Regions from separate parts of the Mus musculus genome. Here region 2 is linked to region 1. The links are chromatin contacts, called in public Hi-C maps. All regions are on one chromosome and are shown on one strand. Each heading gives the region's core, a stretch centred on a gene start, on an enhancer-like site or on the middle of the called end of the contact. The rest is flanking DNA. Distances are from core to core; before and after follow the strand shown.

Region 1 (3,834 bases), core at 904-3,403:
TCCCCATGCTAATGAGGCAGTCCAGGTCCCCTGAGCTCCCAGTCCATACTAGATGTTCCTGCCCTCAGTCCCCCTTTATAAAGTCTTTATAAATCTTCAGTCACCGTAACTAAAGTTGATCCGACTGACAAGCGGTCCTCATTCACTGTACCCAAGGGGCTTCTGAACCCCCCCCCCCCGTTTGATGTCTCTGCATCCACCTCAGGCCTTGATCCATTGCATGTGTACCCTCCTTTGGCCCCTACATGGCTGCTCTTGAGGACAGTGCTGTCAGCTCCAGCCTGTTATTCTGACCCACAGGAGAACAACTCTAGCCCTTTAGGCCTTTGAGGGCTCTGTTTCCAACATTAAACTGGTGAAAAAAAAATCTCAAAATTGATTCTGCTGTTCTTTTTGCTCTGGCTGCTAGAAAGCTCTAAACCTACCACACAACCCAGTGTACATTAACCTGGGTATCAGCTGTGCTGGTTTGAAATTCTTTGCCTTTATTAGTTTTAACCACAGTTTCTTCCTTTCCCATTGATTTTGTCAGTAAATTACATCAAGTCCCTGTCAGGAAGTGGCAAGAGGGTAAGTCCACAGGTCACGGACACATTACAAGCTCCCAACCTGGGCACAGTTCACAAGTCTGGGTCAGGCCCCTTTTTACTGTCAGGTAGCCAGTGGTTAGGGAGTGTTTGTCCCTGGCCTTTAGCTGATAGTTGCCACATGCTGTCATGGTGACCCAAGATGTTTCTGAGTGACGCCTAGGAACCTCCAGAAGCAAAAGCCTGGGCCAGCTGAAGACAGGGGACTGACACAGCACTGCTGGCCCTGAGCAGGGAGCCTCCAGCTGAAGCCACAGCCAATGTCACTACACGGTGGCCCCTCCAGGTTTCTCGACCCAGAACTCTCCCTGTCCTGCCACTCACAGAAACCCCAGGCACCAGAAGGGAGCAACTAAAAGGACCCGGTATCCTTTGTGAGATAGAGCATCCTGGAGATGGACTGGGGAGCTAGCTGTGCCACCCTGAAAAGCAATTGGCTATCTATTCATCTTTGCAAAACAGCAAGACAATTTTATTTGGAACTAAGCAATAGTACAGATTAAAGAAAGATTGGTAACAGACCATGTCAGGGAGGATACTCAAGTGCTTGCTGTCATTTTAAATGGGTGAATTGTAGCTCAATAAAGCTATAGTGTTTTCTCTTTGCTAATAGGATAAGGAGGTGGAAGATGATCCCAGGGCACTGGCTGACCACAGGTGAGCCTTGACTTCTCTGTCTGTAGATGGGCATGAAGTGGTTCTTTGGTCTAGAAGATAGGGTTGGGGTGAGGAGTGTCCTGCCAGAGCCAGCCTGAGATGTCTGTGGAGCTGGGGGTCCAGCTTCTGCGTGTGTCCTCTCTGCTTCCCCTTTCTTTGCCTGAATTCCGCCAAGGCTGGTTTCAGGAAGGAGGCAACCCCGAAGTCAGAACCCTAACCACCTTGTCCTAGAAAGGACACTAAAGCCTTTCCTGTGTCTGAGCGCCAGGCCCTGATTCATGCTCCAGACCTGAATGTGGCCTGCCATTTCTGGTATTAAGACAACAGGCATTGTGAGGCATACCTGTAACCCTAGCACTCAGAAGACCGATTCAGAAGGTGGCTGTGAGTTTGAGGGATGGGCTAGAGTGAGATCAGCCAGGGCTACCCAGCAAAATCTTGTCTCTAAAAACTACCTATCTGATTAGATAAATAGATGAATAAATGAATGAATGAACGAATGAATGAATGAACGAATGAATGAACGAAAGATGGCAAGTGGTCCTCCAAGTCTATTTCCACTGCTACTGTTGGCTTTGAGGATCTTAGGGAATACCACTAATGACTGCCACTAATCCTGCATGGTAATCCAGGCTGGCGGGGCTGTGTGGTAGGAACCCACAAAGAGGCGAGTGTGCAAGAAGCTGTGGTCATACAATGGCCCTTCAGAAGCTGGTCCCCGGGGAAAGCAGAGGATCTCAATCAACAAGGCCAAAGAAAGAAATGTCTGTCTCCAGTCAGGCCCCACCCCCACAGGCTCAGGGCCAAGAATGCAGCCAACATCTATTAAGTTTCTAAAATTATGCCTAGGCTGGGGCTGGGCACATCTGAGGATTGGAATAGGAAGTGGTAGATGAGTGGGCAGGCAGGAAACTTGCAACCCGGCCCCTCCAGCATCAGGTGAGTGCCTAGTTCCGGGTAGCAGGCAGGGAACGCCCACCTACAGATGTTACAGAAAACTAAAAGCCCTCTGTGGATGGTCATCCCAGAGAAGTTAACTCTGTCACTGCCCTCTCAGGTCATTGCAGCTTTCCACAGAACAGAGAAGGCATGGGAGGATGTCCTCTAGCTGCCCAATTGAAGGAAGATTTGAAAGAGAAAACAGTGTCAAAACCAGTGAGTGCAGGCAGGGTCACTCTGTCAGGTTGTACAGGTTGTAGATGGCAGGACTGAAAGGGGACACTTTTCTTGATAACACCCTTATCCAAGTGCCCAAACCTTCTGTCCCTCACTGAATCTAAGGTGGCAGCAAGCAGGTTCAGGGAGGTCCTCAGGATGCAGGGCAGTCTATTTCTTGGCATGTTGTGCAGTTCCGTTTGTTGCTGCTGCTGGTGCTGGTGTGTATGTAATCATTTTTTCCTGTGGTTAAGGTTTTAGGGTGCATACATGTTATTAGACGCGTTCTCACGACCGGCCAGGAAGAACACCACAGACCAAAATCTTCTGCGGCAAAACTTTATTGCTTACATCTTCAGGAGCAGGAGTGCAAGAAGCAAGAGAGCAAGAAGCAAGAGAGCAAGAAGCAAGAGAGAGAGAAAAACGAAACCCCGTCCCTCTTAAGGAGCATTCTCCTTCGCCTCGGACGTGTCACTCCCTGATTGGCTGCAGCCCATCGGCCGAGTTGACGTCACGGGGAAGGCAGAGCACAAGTAGTCATAAGATACCCTTGGCACATGCGCAGATTATTTGTTTACCACTTAGAACACAGCTGTCAGCGCCATCTTGTAACGGCGAATGTGGGCGCGGCTCCCAACACATACAGAGCAAAGGTGCTTCACTTCTGAGCGCCATCACACCTGTTCTCATTTGTTCCCCTCCCTCGCTGAGCCCACCCCTCCACCAAGTCCCTTTCTTCTTCCACACAGTGTCCCCTCTACAATCCATCACCCTGCCACCCCCTTTCCTTGAGAGCTCTTTCCTCTTTTTTCCCTTTTCCCAGCCAGCAAACACACATGTATAAGTAGAGACATAAGTGCACACATATAGATAGGCATACATGTACACATTTATGATAGGGATATGTGCAAACATGTCGATACACATGCACACATGTAGAGAAAAATATACATGCACATATATAGACATATACACACCCATATACAGAGAGGCATACGTGCTCACATATAAATAGACATGCACATATATTTAGATATAGATAGAGACATACATGCATACTTGCTTTGTAGATCAGGCTGGCCTCAAGCTCACAAAGATCTGCTTGCCTCTGCCTCCTAAATGCTGGGATTAAAGGGATGTGCCACTACCGCCCAGCTTCACCAAGTCTTCTTTTCAGGAATTCACTGAAACATCTTATGAAAACTCACACCAGTGTCTTCCTTCAGAGAACCCAGGCTCCAGCTGTGGCTACCACATAAGGGTTTTTAATACAAGAAAAATAAAGTAATTAAGTCTGAAAAAATAGATAGGTGCACTAATGTCCCTTTAATGAGATAAGGTGATTTGCCTCCCCAGAACCCCGGCCTCCTGGTAGTTTCTTACAATGTGACCACATCCACCTGTGTGAGTGCCCACGCTTTCTGAATTACTCAGG
Region 2 (3,834 bases), core at 991-3,490, 120 kb before region 1:
CTGAGTGTGTAAGAACCAGAGGTGTGCAAAGAGGTCACCATCATGTCAGCATGCAACAGAAACCATGGCAGATTCTAGACATCAAAAGCAAGTGTCTCTCAGCACCACTGAGTTCCCAGAGCGTCTCTACAAGGATCTCAGTGGTGCTGACCATGGTTATAATCCAGGGAGATTCCTTTGCAGTTCTGAGTTCAGGGGCAGAAAAACACATGTTTAAGTTGCTATATTGGGGGCAATATGTAACCCAGCAAGAGGAAACACAATGATCAATTATTCACTCAACACCCACAAGGCAGCTGCTGGAAGACACCAGGCACCATAGCTGGTTGATTTCTTGTCTTCATGTCTGTACTGATGGAGAACTCTGACAGTTGACTTTAAGATAAAAGCAAACATGGTTTCTTGGAATTGATGGAAGGAAAGGAATCAGCTAGGGAGGAAAATGTGTGTGACGAAACCTTCTGTTCTTGGTTGCAGTGTTGGCCAGAGCCCAGAGCCTAGGCAATGTTTCTGCCATAGAGTCGCCTCCCCACCAAGGCGCAGCTCTGGGCAGAGAAGAGATCAGAATGACTGTAAATGGAGGCGTCTCCAGCCTTGTTCCTGGCCAGATGTTCTCAGCTAGAGTTTGAGTCTATGTGGGGGCCAGGCCTTCTGATTTTTCTTTTCTTATAAACAACAGAAACCCAGGATTTGTCTAAAATCTTCCAGTTCTCAGAATAAGCAGGCCATAAAAGCACACATGTGGCTGTATTTGGCCTGGAGCATCACTCAGAAATCTCTGGCTAAGGAAGCCATAAAGGCCACTGGGAGCCACACCTGCAGTGTCTGGCTTGGTATTCTGTTCTGTTTCTGTGAGACCCCAACTCAGAGCGTTTCTCCGTGGGAGGTAAAGCCCCTGGATGTTCCCCCAAGTCTGTTTTTCCCGATCTCTGGGGATACAGCCAGAAAGAAGCTCTTTGTTCTCTATAGACAGCAAAAAGCCTTTTTGTTTCTATACTTACAACCAGAGATGCGATAATTGTAAAAAGACCTATCCAGGCGCTTGCCTGGCTCCCTGAGCCAAGGACACGGAGATAGACCTGGAGAGGAGCTGCAGCTCACTCCCCATCCCTCGCCAGAGAGGAGCTGCAGCCAACTCTCTTCCCAACTCCTCCCAATTCCTCACTTTTCCTTTAAAAGCCCCCTACTGTTACTGCTGGGGGTCAAACTCCCCTGCCCTGCATGACAGAAGGAGTTCCTCCTCAGCTAGCTGATAATAAAGACTCTTGCAGTTTGCATCAGGTGTGGTTTTCTCTCGAGTCATTGGAGTGCTGGCCAGCTCATCCCAGGACTTGAACGGAGGTCCAGCTTCAGGGGTCTTACATTTCCCCTTGGACATTACTGGCCAGCATCTGGAGGAGCCACTGCCAGCCCCCGAGATTATGGGGAAGTGAAGTCCTGGGATGGGATGCTCATCCCACTGCATGCTTGGCTTCATCTTCCTTCCTAGAGAAGAGAAGCACTATTTTATTCTGTGTGCACACAGTCGGTGTTCAATAAATGCTTGTTGGAGGTTGTGGTGATCTCTCCTGAGCGGGTCAGGAGTCTAATGAGGGCCTGGTAAACATGTCACGTGCTTAGGACCAGTTACTCTCTGAGCTATGGCCACTATGGAAAAACAGACACACTGCCCACTCCACAAGAAAGGGAGCTGAGGCCCAGGGACATGGGCCATGTGAGGCTAGGGTGTATGTGCCAAGACTGCAAATCAAAGGCCACAGGCCAGTGCAGCCTGTATTGTCCTGGCTGGTCTGGAATTTGACCAGGTGAGCTACATACTCTCAGAGGTCCTCCTGACCCCGCCATCTGCTATTTGTATATTTAGTCCTGTGTCTCTAGGTATGAATACAGGTGCCTGTAGAGGCTGGAAGAGGCCATCAGATGCCTCAAGCTGGAGTTAAGGGTGGTTATGGGTGCTGGGAATTGAACTAGGGTCCTCTGAATGAACACCAAGTGTTCTTAATTGCTGAGCCATCCCTCCAGTCCCATAAAGTTTTATTTGGATATAGTTGCACATACTCACTAAGCAATTACTTCTGTACTTGCACACTGAGTAAGGACATGAAGTCACTGTGACAGAGACCACGAACCCACAGGCCTGAAAGAGACACTGCTATTTCTGCAGGCTAGCGAACTATAAATAGCATCAAGCTGACTGACTTACAATGACGCCTTAAGCAATTATTATATACCACACCCCTTGAAATTGGAGAAGTCATGGTTCCTAGGGAAGCCCCTGGGAGCACTACAACCGGCAGAGCAGACTGGAGAGGCAATCATGCAAACGTAAGTAGACCATGTCACATAGAGGCTCAGAGCTGAACTGGGAATAGAGAGGTGGGGGGATAAGGTGGGGAGTGTGTGGGTGTGGGGAGTGGCGAAATCATTTAAGGAGACAAGAGGTGTGAATTTACTCTCTATAGATGGCAGAAGGAAACTGAAGCTGAAGGAGCAGTGGCAGCTCCAACTGCAGGATGTGCCAAGGACCTGAGGCAGGAAAGATTCAGGAAGGCAGTAGAGGACCTGGATGAAGCAGCTGTGGCAGCAGAACTGGGCTTGCCATCCCAAGGCAAGCTGTGAGTTCTTGGGGCAGGGCTATAACAAACCATGCTAGCATCTTGTAACGTTCCCTATGGCTGCCAAGCAGACTGTAGCATGAGACACAGAGGGAGGCAAAGATTCCAGGCAGAAAAACATCATGCTAGTCTGGATCAGAGGTGATAAAACTGAACACGGACAATTGGGGTGGGAAGGTTACTCACATTTCGAGGATTCCAAGCCACCAGGCATCCCTCCAGGCTCTGGGAAAGAACCCTATGGTCATTGACCTCTGTGTGTGTGTGTGTGTGTCTGTGTATATGTGTGTGTGTGTGTCTGTGTATATGTGTGTGTGTGTGTCTGTGTATATGTGTGTGTGTGTCTGTCTGTGTGCCTGTGTCTGTGTGTGAGTGTCTGTGTGTGTCTGTGTGCCTGTGTCTGTGTGTGTGTCAGGCCTGTGCAGACGAGGTGAGTGGGTGCTCTGTTCCCAGACATCTTCCCAACAGCCCACTCACATAGAGGTGTCCAGCCTGGCAGCCCAGCACCATAGTGTATAACCTCTCCTCTTGGCCATTCAGGACAGCCTTGGTCTCCAGAGAGTGATGCTAGCACAGTTTGTCCACTGTGAGGTCCCCTGTAAGAGGAGGCTCTGCAGGACCAGGAGGTGCCAGGGATGCTTGGGTGTGGAGAAAAGACAGACCACAGACATTAAAGCAGCTGGCAAGATCAGGGGACAGCTATGTCCTCCACTCGGAGGTTGTCCTAAAGTCACAGAGAGTGTGACACTGGAGGGCACTCAGCAGCCCTGTGCTCCAAGAGCTGCCAATCAAAGCCTGACATGGGGCCAGGGAGATGGCGAAGTGGTTAAAACACTTGCCACCAGTGTAAAGACCAGAGTGCAGATCCCCAAACCCACATAAATACCCTGTGGATATGGTGACTCATTTCTAGTCTAGCCTTGGAAGGGACAGGTGGAATCTCCAATGCAAACAGATGTATTGGTGAGTTCTGGGTTTGATTGAGAGACTTAGCCTCATAGAACAAGGTGAAAATGCTTGAGGGCGATTCCTGAGATTAACCTGGGACCTCCACGTGCATGTGAACACACACACATACACACACACACACACACACACACACACACACACACACACACACACACACGGAAAGACAAGGAAATAAAAAGCCCAACATGGCGGCACATGCCTGCAATCCTAGAATTTGAGAGGCAGAGACAGGAGGATCATGAGTTTTAGG

The links. Hi-C and Micro-C count contacts between places; a contact is called where the count stands out from the background.
Region 2: a contact with region 1 is called in a Hi-C map of bone marrow-derived macrophages, with 41 read pairs. The contact joins two enhancer-like sites. A contact is called at or near these places in 1 of 39 promoter capture datasets (neural stem cells), 23 of 484 Hi-C or Micro-C datasets (CD4 single positive thymocytes, DN3 thymocytes, ECoMG-derived neutrophils and 18 more), 20 of 115 datasets of contacts at active chromatin or transcription factors (the 230-238 cell line, CD4 single positive thymocytes, the HPC-7 cell line and 13 more) and 2 of 9 other capture datasets (bone marrow-derived macrophages and liver).

What each region holds. Positions count from the first base shown.
Region 1 is chr16:11,010,753-11,014,586 of GRCm38.p6, forward strand. It overlaps Gm4262 (predicted gene 4262), which reads left to right. Exons shown (of 3, transcript NR_040518.1): 2 at 1,201-1,244; 3 at 2,654-3,834. Among named protein-coding and RNA genes, the nearest start is that of Gm4262, 3.8 kb to the left of the region's middle. Within about 2 kb of position 2,154, at least 148 of the 459 cell types and tissues checked have an H3K27ac peak or open chromatin away from gene starts, as enhancers often do. A contact at or near this core is called in bone marrow-derived macrophages and erythroblasts, where this site is marked.
Region 2 is chr16:10,895,316-10,899,149 of GRCm38.p6, forward strand. No RefSeq gene overlaps it. Among named protein-coding and RNA genes, the nearest start is that of Gm21859, 18 kb to the right of the region's middle. Within about 2 kb of position 2,241, at least 40 of the 459 cell types and tissues checked have an H3K27ac peak or open chromatin away from gene starts, as enhancers often do. A contact at or near this core is called in bone marrow-derived macrophages and erythroblasts, where this site is marked.